3 separate regions of the Mus musculus genome follow, and regions 1 and 2 are each linked to region 3. A link is a contact called in public Hi-C and HiChIP or PLAC-seq data. All regions are on one chromosome and are shown on one strand. Each heading gives the region's core, a stretch centred on a gene start, on an enhancer-like site or on the middle of the called end of the contact. The rest is flanking DNA. Distances are from core to core; before and after follow the strand shown.

Evidence for each region. Hi-C and Micro-C count contacts between places; a contact is called where the count stands out from the background. HiChIP or PLAC-seq counts read pairs in DNA pulled down with a chosen protein or histone mark.
Region 1: a Hi-C map of uterus shows a contact between it and region 3. The contact joins two enhancer-like sites. A contact is called at or near these places in 14 of 39 promoter capture datasets (the 3T3-L1 cell line, 3T3-L1-derived adipocytes, the HPC-7 cell line and 8 more), 1 of 484 Hi-C or Micro-C datasets (uterus), 2 of 115 datasets of contacts at active chromatin or transcription factors (SST interneurons and embryonic stem cells) and 2 of 9 other capture datasets (adipose tissue and embryonic stem cells).
Region 2: an H3K27ac HiChIP or PLAC-seq map of the HPC-7 cell line shows a contact between it and region 3, with 5 times the contacts expected there. The contact joins two enhancer-like sites. A contact is called at or near these places in 10 of 39 promoter capture datasets (the 3T3-L1 cell line, 3T3-L1-derived adipocytes, the C10 cell line and 8 more), 3 of 484 Hi-C or Micro-C datasets (the STO cell line, embryonic fibroblasts and olfactory sensory neurons), 7 of 115 datasets of contacts at active chromatin or transcription factors (CD8 T cells, the HPC-7 cell line, the NIH/3T3 cell line and 3 more) and 3 of 9 other capture datasets (adipose tissue, embryonic stem cells and pancreatic islet).

The regions. Positions count from the first base shown.
Region 1 is chr16:14,256,519-14,260,764 of GRCm38.p6, forward strand. The region is part of intron 3 of Myh11 (myosin, heavy polypeptide 11, smooth muscle); the gene reads right to left. Among named protein-coding and RNA genes, the nearest start is that of Myh11, 33 kb to the right of the region's middle. Within about 2 kb of position 2,558, at least 17 of the 459 cell types and tissues checked have an H3K27ac peak or open chromatin away from gene starts, as enhancers often do. A contact at or near this core is called in uterus, where this site is marked.
Region 2 is chr16:14,474,686-14,478,900 of GRCm38.p6, forward strand. Abcc1 (ATP-binding cassette, sub-family C (CFTR/MRP), member 1) reads left to right here. Exons shown (of 31, transcript NM_008576.3): 31 at 1-193. Among named protein-coding and RNA genes, the nearest start is that of A630010A05Rik, 86 kb to the right of the region's middle. Within about 2 kb of position 2,511, at least 31 of the 459 cell types and tissues checked have an H3K27ac peak or open chromatin away from gene starts, as enhancers often do. A contact at or near this core is called in the HPC-7 cell line and bone marrow-derived macrophages, where this site is marked.
Region 3 is chr16:14,376,028-14,380,366 of GRCm38.p6, forward strand. All of the region lies in intron 1 of Abcc1 (ATP-binding cassette, sub-family C (CFTR/MRP), member 1), which reads left to right. Among named protein-coding and RNA genes, the nearest start is that of Abcc1, 17 kb to the left of the region's middle. Within about 2 kb of position 1,509, at least 126 of the 459 cell types and tissues checked have an H3K27ac peak or open chromatin away from gene starts, as enhancers often do. A contact at or near this core is called in the HPC-7 cell line, bone marrow-derived macrophages and uterus, where this site is marked.

The DNA of each region.
Region 1 (4,246 bases), core at 1,308-3,807, 120 kb before region 3:
ACAGAGAAATAAAAAACAGAGTGTGAATTAGACTGAGCCCTGAATCTAAGGGTCTGGACCTGGTTCAAGTCAGGCTGTATTATCAACTTCCCACATGATGGCCAGACTGGAAGTGGCCAGGGGCCAGTTGTACTGGATACCCAGGACCCAGGAGGCCAAAGTAAAGCCACAGGGACAACTGCAGTGCCTGAGGTGCTTCTTGAAAGAATCTTGAGCATGGTGCCCTCGGGGGTGGGGGTAGGGGTGCCAGCCTCCAGTCACACCAGCTCTGGGGGCTCCCAGAGCCTCATCCGTCCTGATTAGGTTATAGACTGGGCACACTTTGGGTGCAGGCTGACCAGGCACCCTTGTGGCTATAGGTATCTCTGCTCTGAGTCCTGGCATAAGTGTTCTAGCTTGCTGTGTCTGCTCCATTAGCTGTGATGTGTTACAGTGACAACCTTGGGTTGTGACCAGTGCTCATCTCTCTTTTGGGGAGAGTAATGCAGGTTTCTTTAGGTCTGTCCCTATTTCACTCCTGTCCTTTTAGAAAGCTGTGCTAGATATTTTATGTCAACTTGACATAAACTAGAGTCATCTGAAGGGAAGGAACCTCAATTTGCAAAATACTTCCACAACATCCACTGTAAAACATTTTCTTAATTAAGGATGTGGAGAAGCCCAGCCCATTGTGGGTGGGGCCATCCCTGGGCTGGCAGTTCTGAGCTCTATAAGAAAGCAAGCTGAGCAAGCCATGGAGAGAAAGCCGTTAGCAGTACCCTCCATAGCCTCTGTATCAGCTCCTACCTCCAGGACCCTGCCCTGTTAAGAGTTTCTGCCCTGACTTTCTTCCGTGACATGCAAGTGTAAGCAAATAGATCCTTTCCTCCTCAAGTTGTTTTGGTGTTTTGTCACAGCAATAATCACCCTAACTGCAACAGGAGCCTTGGGGTGGTTCCTTTTGTTCCCAGGGAAGGGTTAAGGATATGCTCAGAGCTAGGTTGACTGGATCGTCTGACTTAGAATTTCTACTTGGTCTGAGATAGAGTAGAACAGAGGCCTCTCTTGCTTCCTTCCAGGCCCTTGGTGTCTGTCATTCAACCTCCTTTGACCCATGACACTGTTTCCACAAGCTGCAAGTTCCTAGGTAGGCTCTTTCTCTCTGGAAGGTGACAATTCAGTACCTGATGGTACCAGAGACATCTCCCCACCCCATACAGAGGACATCATGAGATCAAAGATCAAGCAGGTGTCATTGACAGCTTTCTACTCAGAAAGTGCTCCAGAGGGCCAGCCAGAAATCTCTGAGGAATATGGGAACAGTGACCAACATTCCAATCACCAGACAAGAGCAGAGATACCAGAGTGCCAAAGGTAGTGCCGTCTATTCTGAGTTCCATGCCTTCAGCCTCAATTCACCACAGGATACTGTACCTTCAGTGCCCAGCACATATTTGGGAGCACTGTTATCTGTTTTTAATATATCATAGGATAGATGGACAGATCAGAGGATAGACAGGAGGATGGATAGATGGATAATGGAATCAGGAAATCAGGAATTCAAGGTCATCCTTGGCTATATAGTAAGTAGCCAGGGCTACATAGTGAGACCCTATCTTGAAAGAAAGGAAGAAAGAAAAAAGAGGAAGGAAGGAAGGAAGGAAGGAAGGAAGGAAGGAAGGAAGAAAAAAGGAAGGATGGAAGAAAGAAAGAAAGAAAGAAAGAAAGAAAGAAAGAAAGAAAGAAAGGAAGGAAGGAAAAGAAGGAAGGGAGAGAAAGAGAGAAAGAGAGAAAGAGAGAGAGAAAGAGAGAAAGAGAGAAAGAAAGAAAGAAAGAAAGAAAGAAGAGAAAAGAAAAGAAGGAAGGGAGATAGAGAAAGAGAGAAAGAGAAAAAGAGGAAAGAGAGAAAGAGAGAGAAAGAGAGAGAGGGAAAGAGAGAGAAAGAGAGAGAGGGAAAGAGAGAGAAAGAGAGAGAGAGGAAGAGAGAAAGAGAGGAAGAGAGAAAGAGAGGAAGAGAGGAAGAGAGGAAGAGAGAAAGAGAGAAAGAGAGAGAGAGAAAGAGAGAGAAGCCCAATATACACTAACTAAAGGGTTGGAGAAACAAGTGCCCTGTGACACTAGAACCCAGGTGACAAAACTTTCTCTGCAGCCCTGACAGGAACTGACGGGGTCTCTATAGCCCAGATTAACCTAGAACTCACTATATAGGCTAGGATTCCTCTGAATGTCTGATCGCTTTGCCCTTTACCTTCTCAGTTCTATGATTCCAGGTCTCCAGCACTCACTGTTTATGCAGCACTGGGGACGGAGGTCTCATGCCTGTTAGGCAGGCACTCTGCTCTCTGAGCTGTATCCCCAGCCCTGGCCTCCATAATTAAAAAAAAAAAAAAAAAAAAAAAGCTTGGACACTGGCAGATCATGGGCTCTGCTCTTCCATCTGACCTGGGGAGGGAGCCAGGCTTTCTCAGCAGCTGGCAAGAGCTGGCCCCTGAGCAACAGAGATTTATAGGGTCAGAGGCTCCCAGGCCTCCAAGGAGGAGGAGCAGGCTCTGTGCTGAGGGCCATCAGCAGCTCCCTGGCCTGGGATGTTCCCATCGGAAACACAAGCGTGGGAAGCACAACTCTGGGCAGTCAGCTGTCAGCCTGACCCCAGGGAGTTTGCCTAAACTTTCCATGCCTGGGACTTTCTGTTTCCTCACTGAGCCCAGTCTTGGAGAGAGCCAGGGGATGAGCCAGGTTTTGTGGATAAAAGGCCATGTGATCAGATCTGAAGATCTCTGTAACTTTGGGATCCACATGGTGGGGGAGAGAACTGACTCCCACAAACTATACTTTGACCTCCACATGTGTGCACATGCCAGTGCACATATACAAAACCAATACATGTAATTTGTCATTTTTTTAAAAAAAAAGAACAAGGCCTTCTTTCCCAGCACACACCTCCTTGTCTATTCAGGTCCATATTCATGGCTGTGAAATTAACATCACATGAGCCAACTCACTTAGGATATTCACATCACATGAGCACCATCTCTATTTAGTTCCAGAATATTCTGTCACTCCCAAATAAAACCCTATACCCATTAGGCCATCCCTGTCTACCAGCCATTCCCACTAACCCTTGGCAACTGTGTGCCCTGTCTGCATCTGTGTGCACGTTTATATGTCCTGGGTATTTCACACAGGTAGAGAGAGACACACAGCACATGTATCATGTTTGGGAGGGTTATCTGAATTGTAATATATATTACTGCTTTTTTTCCTGATCACAGTAAAGAAATATTCCATTGTATCATAGACCACATTTTATTCATCCATGGATAGACATTTGGGTTGTTGCTACATTAGAGCTATGGTGACTTGTACTGCTGAGGACTTTCACATATAAGTTTTTCTTTCAGTATTTGTTATATTATCTGAGAGCCAGTACCTTGGTGATACTGTCTCTGATTCCACAGTCTGATAGCTGCAACAGGGGTCTATTTACTGCACACCTTGCCTGTAGTGCTGCTCTGGATAGTGGTAACAGTTGCACACTGTCTAACTCTATGGGAGATTCTTGGGAGATTTATATTTTCACAAAAACAATTTGCCTGAAGATTGAAGAAAGAATGTTGAAAAAGGCATGTCTTTCCCTATATCTATAAGGGCTTCATGCTCTCCCTGGCTCCTTTAGACCAAAGATTCTCTGTATTATAGCAATTAACCTCCCCATGATCATTATTTAACTTGTTAGCTTTTCAATATATTTTTTAAGTATATATATAACATACAGTATTGTTTTCTTTTCCAAGTTGGTAAAAACATATACAAAGGACTGTGTAGCATTATATTCACATTCACCTCAAAGAAGAAGGAAAGGAAATGTCCATCAACTGATGATTGGATTTAAAAATTCTGTATGCCCATTCATCGAGATACTATTTAGCCATGAAAAGGGAAAAGTGCTGACACCTGCTACAACAGTTGTGTGCACGCAACAGAGCACTCATGCAATAGATAGGTAGATGATAGATGATAGATAGATAGATAGATAGATAGATAGAGACATTTTAAAAAACACAATAATTTTGTACTTCCTTCTTTTTGTTTGTTTTTGAAACAATTATGTAGCTCTGACCTCAAATTCACAATCATCCTGCTTTTACCTACTGGGAGCTGGGATTTCAGACACTGCTACCACACTAGGCTTATACCATCACAGGTAAGTTCTGCTGTGCACCAGGCCCTGGAAACATAAGCCAACAAGGGCCACTGTTTCTTGCTT
Region 2 (4,215 bases), core at 1,261-3,760, 100 kb after region 3:
TAATGTCAGTCCCAGAGAAGCATCCTTTTTCTTTAGGTGGCAATATATGTATTTATTTTTTGTAAGTTAATACCATTCTTTCACTTTAAAGGGCCCAGATTTCTCCTGAGAGTCTTTTTGTAATGACACTGGAAACATGACTATTTGAAAATAATTTGCAGTAAAGAAAAATATTTCATTTCTTTCTAAACGACCATTTTATTTTTATTTTTTATTTTTTGGGCACAAAGGTCTCAACCTCTACTGTGGAAGAACCAGGCTAAGACAGCTATGATACCACTGTCATCAATAGTGGCAGGGCAGGACTGGAGAGGTGGCTCAGCAGTTAGTGCTTGTTCCTCTTACAGAGGGATAAGTCTCAGTTCCCAGCACCTGTGTTCAGTGTCTTACAGTTGCCTATATCTCTAGCTCCAAAGGGCCAGTGCCTCTTTTGGGCAAATTAAAAATAAGAAAGAGATGGGGGAGGGCAAAGGTAAGAGCTGCCTGGAGTCTGGCAGTGAGGCAGAATGGCAAAGTCCATAAATACCTGGGCTTGCGTCCTACTGTCGGTTTTTGGACATGTGACCCTGGACAAAGCTGTGTCACAAGTGTCCCAAATACTTCTTGGTAATAAGTGGGGCTGATCTGTACTGACACTGCTTATGATCTTGGGAAATGGGGCTAGTGAGATGGCTCAGTTGGTAAAGTGCTTGCCATCTGTGCAGGGGAACCTGCATTCCAATCCTCAACATAAAAGCCAGGTAATATATCCATACAAACCCCTGCACTGGGGAGGAAACGGGAGCAACGTTGGGGTTCTCTAGCCAGTCAGCCTAGCCAAGTCACTGAGCTCCTTGTCCAGTGAGAGCATAAGGTGGGAGCTAGAGCAATGGCTCAGAGGTTAGGAATGCATGATGTACCTGCAGAGGACCCAGGTTCAGTCCCTTGCACCCATATTGGACAGCTCAGAACTATCTGTAACTTGAGTTTCCGGCCTCTAAGGTCACCTGCACTCATGTGCATATAAACACAAACTTACACAATACACAAAACAAAATGAATCTAAAAAGAAAGATAGACTGAAGAGATGACTCAGTGGTTAGAGCACTAGCTGTTCTTCCAGAAGACATGGGTTAAATTCCAAGCACCTACATGGCAGCTCACAATTCACAAACATCTGTACCTCTAGTTTCTTGTGGCCTCTGCTAGCATCAGGCTGAACATTGGGCACAGACTTGTATGCAGAAAAATACCCATACACTAAAAATATTTTTTAAAGGTAGAGAAAAAATAACAAGCAGCCCCTGGGCTACAGGTGCACACAAAGTGGACACAGGCTTGATAGTCTCCAAAGAGTTGGGCTCCTCTCTCCAGAGTAAAAACCAAATTCATCATGTCCTTGCCACTGGGTCTTGTGGGCCAGGGGTGTAGGGGAAGGAGTGGAGAGGGAGAGAGCCCACATCCTGCTGGACGCTTTCCACTCGGCCCCAGGTGGGCATCTGGTTGTGTGAAGCCACTGGACCCCACTCGATGGGGGTGGGGTGGTGGTGGACAAGTGGCAGCCCCCAATACCAGGGACCCTGGGGCGACAGCCTCAGCCCCAGAGTTACAGGAGAGAGGGCAGAGGGAGAGAGGTTCCCACGCAGGCGAGAGTCCTAAGTCTGGTCTGTGGCTGGAGCACAGGAAGGTCTGATGGAAGACTAGGCATGGCTCGTTAGGAGAAAGCCTATCCCATCCTCCAAGCACAGCGGGCCTTGGTGAACAGAGACAGTCTATGGTTTTAGAGCTTTATTGTAGAAAGGCAGGGAGAAAGGAGAGGAGGGGAGAGAGAGAGAGAGAGAGAGAGAGAGAGAGAGAGAGAGAGAGAGAGAGAGAGAGAGAGAGAGAGAGAGAGAGAGAGACTGGCTGGCCATGGCCAAGAGGAGAGAAAGGGGAAAAGGAGAGAGAGAAGAAAGGCTAGAGTAAGAGGGAGAGAGAGTAAGAGAGTGAGGAGGGGCCAAGTAGCCCCTCTTATAGTGGGCTTGTATTATCTTGCTGTTGCTAGGTAACTGGAAGGAGTCTAGCCTGAAGGTCAGAAGTCTATGTGACTACTAGCCACATGCTTCTCATGTGGAGGCTATGGAGGTAGTAACTTTGACTGGAGCCAGGGGTTCAGGAGACATGAGGGAACGCCTACCGTCCCATGTAGGTGAATTATCACCCATCAGGTTCTACCGGGGTTCACAACCTCAGCTCGACTGGAGACCAGACTGTGCATAGCCCATTACCCCACAGGGTCTCATAGTGGAGGATCAGAGAATGTGGATGACAACCAGCCTCTCTTCCATTTCCAAAACTGGAGGGGACACTTGTGTCCCCCTCACATTCCATTTTCAAAGTCAGCTATGTGCTTAGCCACAACCAGAATAGAAAGGAAGCAAAGAGCACGCTGCTCAAAGGATGTTTTCTTCATGTCTTCCTCCCCAGTGCTCTAAGGTCTGGAGAGTGAGGAAGTGAGACTGGGCGCTGGCTTGGTCTGAGTTGGTCTAGGTGAGTATGAGGAGTGAAGAATACCCTCAAGAGGGAGAAGTGAACTGTGTGTACCACACCTCAAGACCATGCCCTAGGCACATGTATACTGCCATTGTTGCCCCTCACTGAAACCATCAGTTTGCCTTAGAGCAGTGCGGTTAGGGATCCCCTACCATAAGACTCAGCACCATCTAGACCCTGTTGACTCCACGTGAATCGTGTCTGCAGGGTGTGTTTCTGAGCCTCAGTTGCAGGGCAGATCTTCAACAGTCTTCAGTGCTCCCTGAGGGAAGAGCTGGGATAGGGCACTGGGTTCTGGGGTCAAGTTTTATCTGCCCAGTAAAGAGCTGCTAAAACAATCAAATTCTCAGATCAAGACTTCAGAGTACAGGAGAAAAGGGAGGTCCTGGGCTCTCCTAATGTCGGCCCTTGGCCATCCCACCCAGCCACGCTGTCTTCTGCCCTGCAGCCATACCGACTCCATGCATACATGAGTCAATGTAATTGCTGCCACATCCTCCTGTGTCTTCTTCCAGTTCCTGTTCAAGCTGACGTTGTTTCACGAGCTTCTGCTGTGTTTCTTTCAGGCCCAGTGACGTCTAAAGCACCTTCTGCAGCTCCCATACAGAGTGTAGGTCCATTGTTACTAGGGCCCCTTGAATGTGACATATCTGGGAACTGTAGATGCTGCCATGGTGCCATAGAGGTCAGTGCCTTGACACTGAGACCATTTATCAGAATGACTGTATTATCTAATGCTTCCTGTGCCTGGTTCACCCAGTCAGTATTGAGTGTCTTTGTTTCGCACTGTGTAAAATTCTGGAGGCACAGTAGACAAACGTGTAACTTCTCAAGCAATTCTTTCAGTTCAAGAAAGAAAGGAAGCTTGCCCCTAGTCTCCGCCTTTGAGGAAGTAGTCTAGGGCAGAAGTCAGTTCTGGGTATGTGCTGAGGAAGTTAGGAAGGTGGATTGCTGGAAAGGTGGGCTGCTGGGAAGAGATTGACATTAAACTTCTCTGGCCTCAGTTTTCTGTCAAAGGGATTTGGTACTGTCAGTATAGCCTTAGAGAAGCGGGAAGGAAGGGTTGGTGCCTGCCTTGGGCTGAATTGCCTGAATGGGCTATGCTACCTGCGTTTACATCCATGCCTGGCACACAGCTGTAGATGTAGTGAGGAAGACAACTCTGGTGTAGCTGAGACATCTTAAGTGCCAAATCAGGGGGTGACTCAGTATTTGTCCTGCATGGGTTCTATTCCCAGCACCACTGGAAAAAAGAAAAGGAAAGGAAAAAGAAAAAAAAAGGCCTACAGTGACATGTAGAGGGTTAGGCCTGCTGGGGCTGATTCCTGTTCCTGCCACCAGCTGGTTCCTATAGCAGGCGAGCTTGGTTTGAGGGATTAGTGGCTAATCACCCTACTGACTTACCTGGTCTTCCCATGTGCCAGCCACTCTATGGCCCAGGCTCTATTCCTAGACCAATGCGAGGCTGGACTTACAAACATAGCAGCCTCTGCCTGAGTCTAAGCATTGGAGAGTCTGGCTGAGTGCTGTGGTGCCCCATCTCTGCTTCTTCCAGAGCAGAATTGACAACAGGACCACTGTACCTGGGTGATTAGAAGCCCAAGAGCAAGTTTCTCCTTGGTCACTGGGCACCTTGTATCCCCAATTTCTAGTTTCAGTTTCCTCTTCTGCGCAACAAAGGCAGCTGTAGTGATGAGGTTTTGC
Region 3 (4,339 bases), core at 259-2,758:
TGTGGCCCCAAAGAAATCTGGAGATATATGGCTGGAATCAATGCCAGGAGTAGGTGGATTTGAAAACTTGTTACTTCCCAGCACATAGAGTGGGCGAGCTGCTAGATTTATGGAAACTTCTGTTTCCTTATATGTAAATTGGGTCATGCTACATATTTTTGTGTGTACTCAGATCTACATGCCTGTGGGGATGTATATATGAGGATGCCAGAGGTTGACATTGGGTGTCTTCTTTTACTGTCCCCTACCTTGCTTTTTGAGACAGGGTCTATCTCTGAGCTCATAGATTCACCTATACTGGCTTCTGGGAGGATCTGCAGGGATTTGTCTCTATCCACCTTGCCAGCACTGGGATTTGAGATGTAGGCTGATGTACCAGGCTTGTTGAGGGATCTCAGGTCTTGATGCTTGTGTAGCAGGTTCATGCTGTGTACCTTATAGGAAAAGAAAGAGGCACTAACAGCCTTCTCAGTGCAGTGTAGTACCTAGCACATAGTAGGTGTTCTAGGCAGACTCCATTCTGTGGTGATAAGGTGGGTGGACAGTAAGGGGCAGTAGAGACCGTATAGGGGGATTTTTGGTGTGGTGATTGTCTTGGGCTCATCTAAGCTGTGGCAGAATCAGGCCAGAACCCAGCTGTGTCTTTCCTGGCTTCAGGTAGACCCCGACCAGGCTGTCTGAGACATTTCAGGTTGTCTGGGTAGTCTGTCTAGGGCCTCTAGGGTGCTTGGCTGTAGGGGGAGGCAGGCCTGATGCCTGGGACAAAGTGAGCATGGGTGTCATTGTCAAGTTTCAAACCCCAGACAAAGGCTGAGGTGCTTACTTAACATTTCAAAGTGGACCAGGCCTCCAGGTTTCCCAGCATCCCCCAGTTCCTCCTTGTTACAGGGGTTTGGCTGGCATGCCTCACCCCCTACCCTAAACTCTCTAGCCCAGAGTCTGGGCTGCCCTTCCCTCAGAGACTCTTCCCTATGTAGTCCAGACATTTGGGTTACCTGCCCCTGTCTTTGTCCCTTTGGCCTCTTGGCTGCTGTACTCATTCTCCTCTCTCCATTCTTTTCTTTTCTCCCTTCCCCATCTGCCAGCATGGTCTAGGGACATGTCCACTCTGGACTCTCCTACACATGTCTGCCTCTGGCTATGTCTCCCACATATCTTTAACAAACTTTCTCTCCTCTACCATATCGAGGAGCAGTCATGTCCTTTTCTTTCCTTTTTCTTTTCTTTTTTCATTCAGTTACCTCTGCACTGGACTTGTATCTGTAGCTCCTTTTGAAGCTCAGGTGGAAGCAGATCTCTCTACCTAAATCCAATGCAGACCAACCAGCCTTACCCTAGTATCCATGTGGCAGGAGCAGCAGCTTTGGAGAACACTTCTTTCTTGGGGCCTGGTAGGAGTCACAGGCTGTGAGTGACTGGTGGCTGGGTGATGGGAGAGCTTGTTGCTGCCTCTCAGCCTGGGCTTGGCATAAACAAGTTGGCCCAGGCATATGGCTGGTGTAGACAAGAAGACAGCTGGCACTGGAGACAGACTGCAGCTGCTGGCAAGTCCCTGATCTGGCCAGGCAGCTACCTTGGCAGTTACACTCAGCCTTACCATTAAAGGTAATTGAGTGTCAGGGAGTAACAGTGCAGAGGCGGGGCATGTGGAGTTCTGTCTTCCAAGAGGCAACGATTCTTTCTCATTTTTTCCCTCATTTTTCCTTTTTCTTTTTTCTTTTCCTTCCTTCTTTTTGTGCAGTGCTGGGGCAAGTATTCTAACACCACTGAGTTACATCCCCACAAAAGGGCTCTTTTCTGTTCTTTTAAGACAGGGTCTCACTAAGTTACTCAACCTAGGCTTGAACTCAATTTGTAGCCTGCAGAAGACTTGAACCTGTGGTCCTCTCATCTCAGCTTTTCCAGTAGTTAGGATGATAGACAGCATTCCGTGCTCAGTGTGGAGTGCTGTGCCTCTTTCTTGACTCGAGATAGAGAAGAAAGCCTCCCTCTGAATGGTGTAGTTGGATGAAAGAAGAGATATCCCCAAAGTTGTGACCTGCATCCCAGGGGCAGAGAGCAACAGGGAGATGTGGCCTGGAGCGTTGGTGGATAGAGACCAGTAGCTGAGATACTGAAATCTGAAAGGGTGAGGATTTGACTTAGATTACATCCAGGCCTGGGTTTGATCCCCAGCCCTGCATAAGCTGGTGGCACATGCTTGTAATCCCAACAAGTGACTTGGATTAGCAACTTTACCTGTCTGTCACCTGTCTGTAAGTGTTCTCATGTACAACATAGTAATGGCTCATTACTGAGCTATGAAATTAAGTGAGCTAATACCTTATTAATGCATGTGTCTTGTCTTGGGGAGAGCCATTTGAGTGCCTCCTCTTCTTGGGGCTATCCACACCACACTGTTACATGAACCACAATGGAGAATGATAAGTTTTCACAGGCTACTGAATTGGCTGGGATCACTTTCCTTGGTGTGAGCCAGGCTTTTATAATCTGCCTAAGTTTCCACTGTGGGCAATGAAAACAGCACTTACCTTGAAGGCTTGTGTGTGGATCACATACAGCATGGTCCAGAACAGGTTTAGCTTTTCCTGACGGGAAGGTTCCTTTTCTATCATTTGCGCTGTCCCTGAAGTCAGGCCTGTCACTAGGTGATTCCCCAGGCCCTCCATAGGCACGTTTTGGATTGCCATTTTCCCATTTCCACTTAGGTAGACCTTAGTGTCTGCCTTCCTGAAGCTTGTTCTGACCTCTAAAGAGGAAGTAAGGAGACAGTCAGCTCCTCGGGGTCCCTGAGTTCCTGTCAGTTGTTGTATCTGCATGTCTCTTTCCTGTGGCCTCAGGGAAGTGGCATGCGGTCCAGCTTGTCTTGGTTTACTTTCTCTAGGTGCCTATCGCAGAGTCAAGTGTGTATCTTGGTTTCCCCCCTTTGTCAGCGTGAGGCAGAGGAACTAAGTGAAGTTTGGTGAGGCTGAGGGCCACATCTTCCACATTTTCTTTAGCTTAAGAAGCAGGTATAGGTGGCTGAGATGGCTTAGGGGGTAAAGGTGCTTGCCTCTAACCTAAGAGTCTCGGTTTAATCTCTGGGACCCATATTGTGGAAGGAGAGAACTGACTCCTATTGTCCCCTGCCTTATACATACACGTTGTATCGTATGTATCCACCCAAGTGTCCCACCCCATACACACGAGAAAAAACAAAAATAAAAGAAGCAGTTTCCAAGGGAGTGCATTGCATCATAGTTGGAATAGAAAAGGTTGGCCACTACCCTAGTGTGGGTTTAGTCAGTGCAGTGAGCAAACACCCCCTTGCCTATCCCACTGCAGTGGAGGGAAGGGGTGCTCTTTGTGCCCAGGTGTGCATGGTCTTCTGTGGGCCAGGTGACAAATGGAAATGTCAGAACTAGGTCCAGCCTTCAGAGTGCTTGCCTAATTGTGGTCCTGGGATCAAACAAGACCAAACAAAAGCTGAGAATGTATCTCAGTGGTAGAGCACTTGTTTAGCATACACGAGGTCCTATAGGTTCAGTCCCTAGGACCACCAGACATCTCCTCTTCCCCCAAGCAGGGAGAATGGTGGGGGGAAGGAAGGGAAAAAGGTAATTGTAAAGTAGTTTCAGGTTCTACAGGAAGCATTTGAAAAGACTGAGTGCTGTCTTTGGAGGGTTCATTTGAGTCTTGTTGTTGCCTTATGGGTCTCCACGGGAACAAGGTATAGACAGACATTAGTGCTGAAGGGAATCCACGGGATTCTAGACAGATATGTGTCCCTGTCTTGGTTTCTGACAAACGTAGAGAGTAAAAACAAGAGCAAAAGCAAACAGACAGACAGACAGGATGAGGATGCAGCTCAGTTGCTCGAGTGGGGTGGGATCCAGGTGTCTTGGGACTGCTCTGTTGCCTCCCTTTCCAGTGGACTTGGCACTGTTGGAACTGAATGCGCATCTGCTTTGTAGTTCAGGTTGGCTTTGAACTTAAAGGTCTTCCTGCCAAAACCTCTTTAAGTATTGCGATTGCACACCTATTCATCATGCCTGGTGGGGCCACCAAGTAAGTCTTTACTGAATGAAAGACTGGCAAATACGGGAAGGCAGAACAGGATGTGGGTGTGCAAGTCGGGGTGGCTGTTGTATGCCTGGGCTCACACTGAAGCAAGGGCCCGCTTGAGTCACGTTCTCCTTGCCAGCTCCTCTTGTAGGAGTTCTGTTGAGACTGAAGCCTGTCCTTGCCTAAGGCTCTTTTCGTGACTTACCAGGTGGTTGGCCTGCACATAAGGCACGAGAATTTGGGGTGTTTTCTTGACTATGACAGTGACTATTTCCCACCCCTCCTTAAGAGGAGC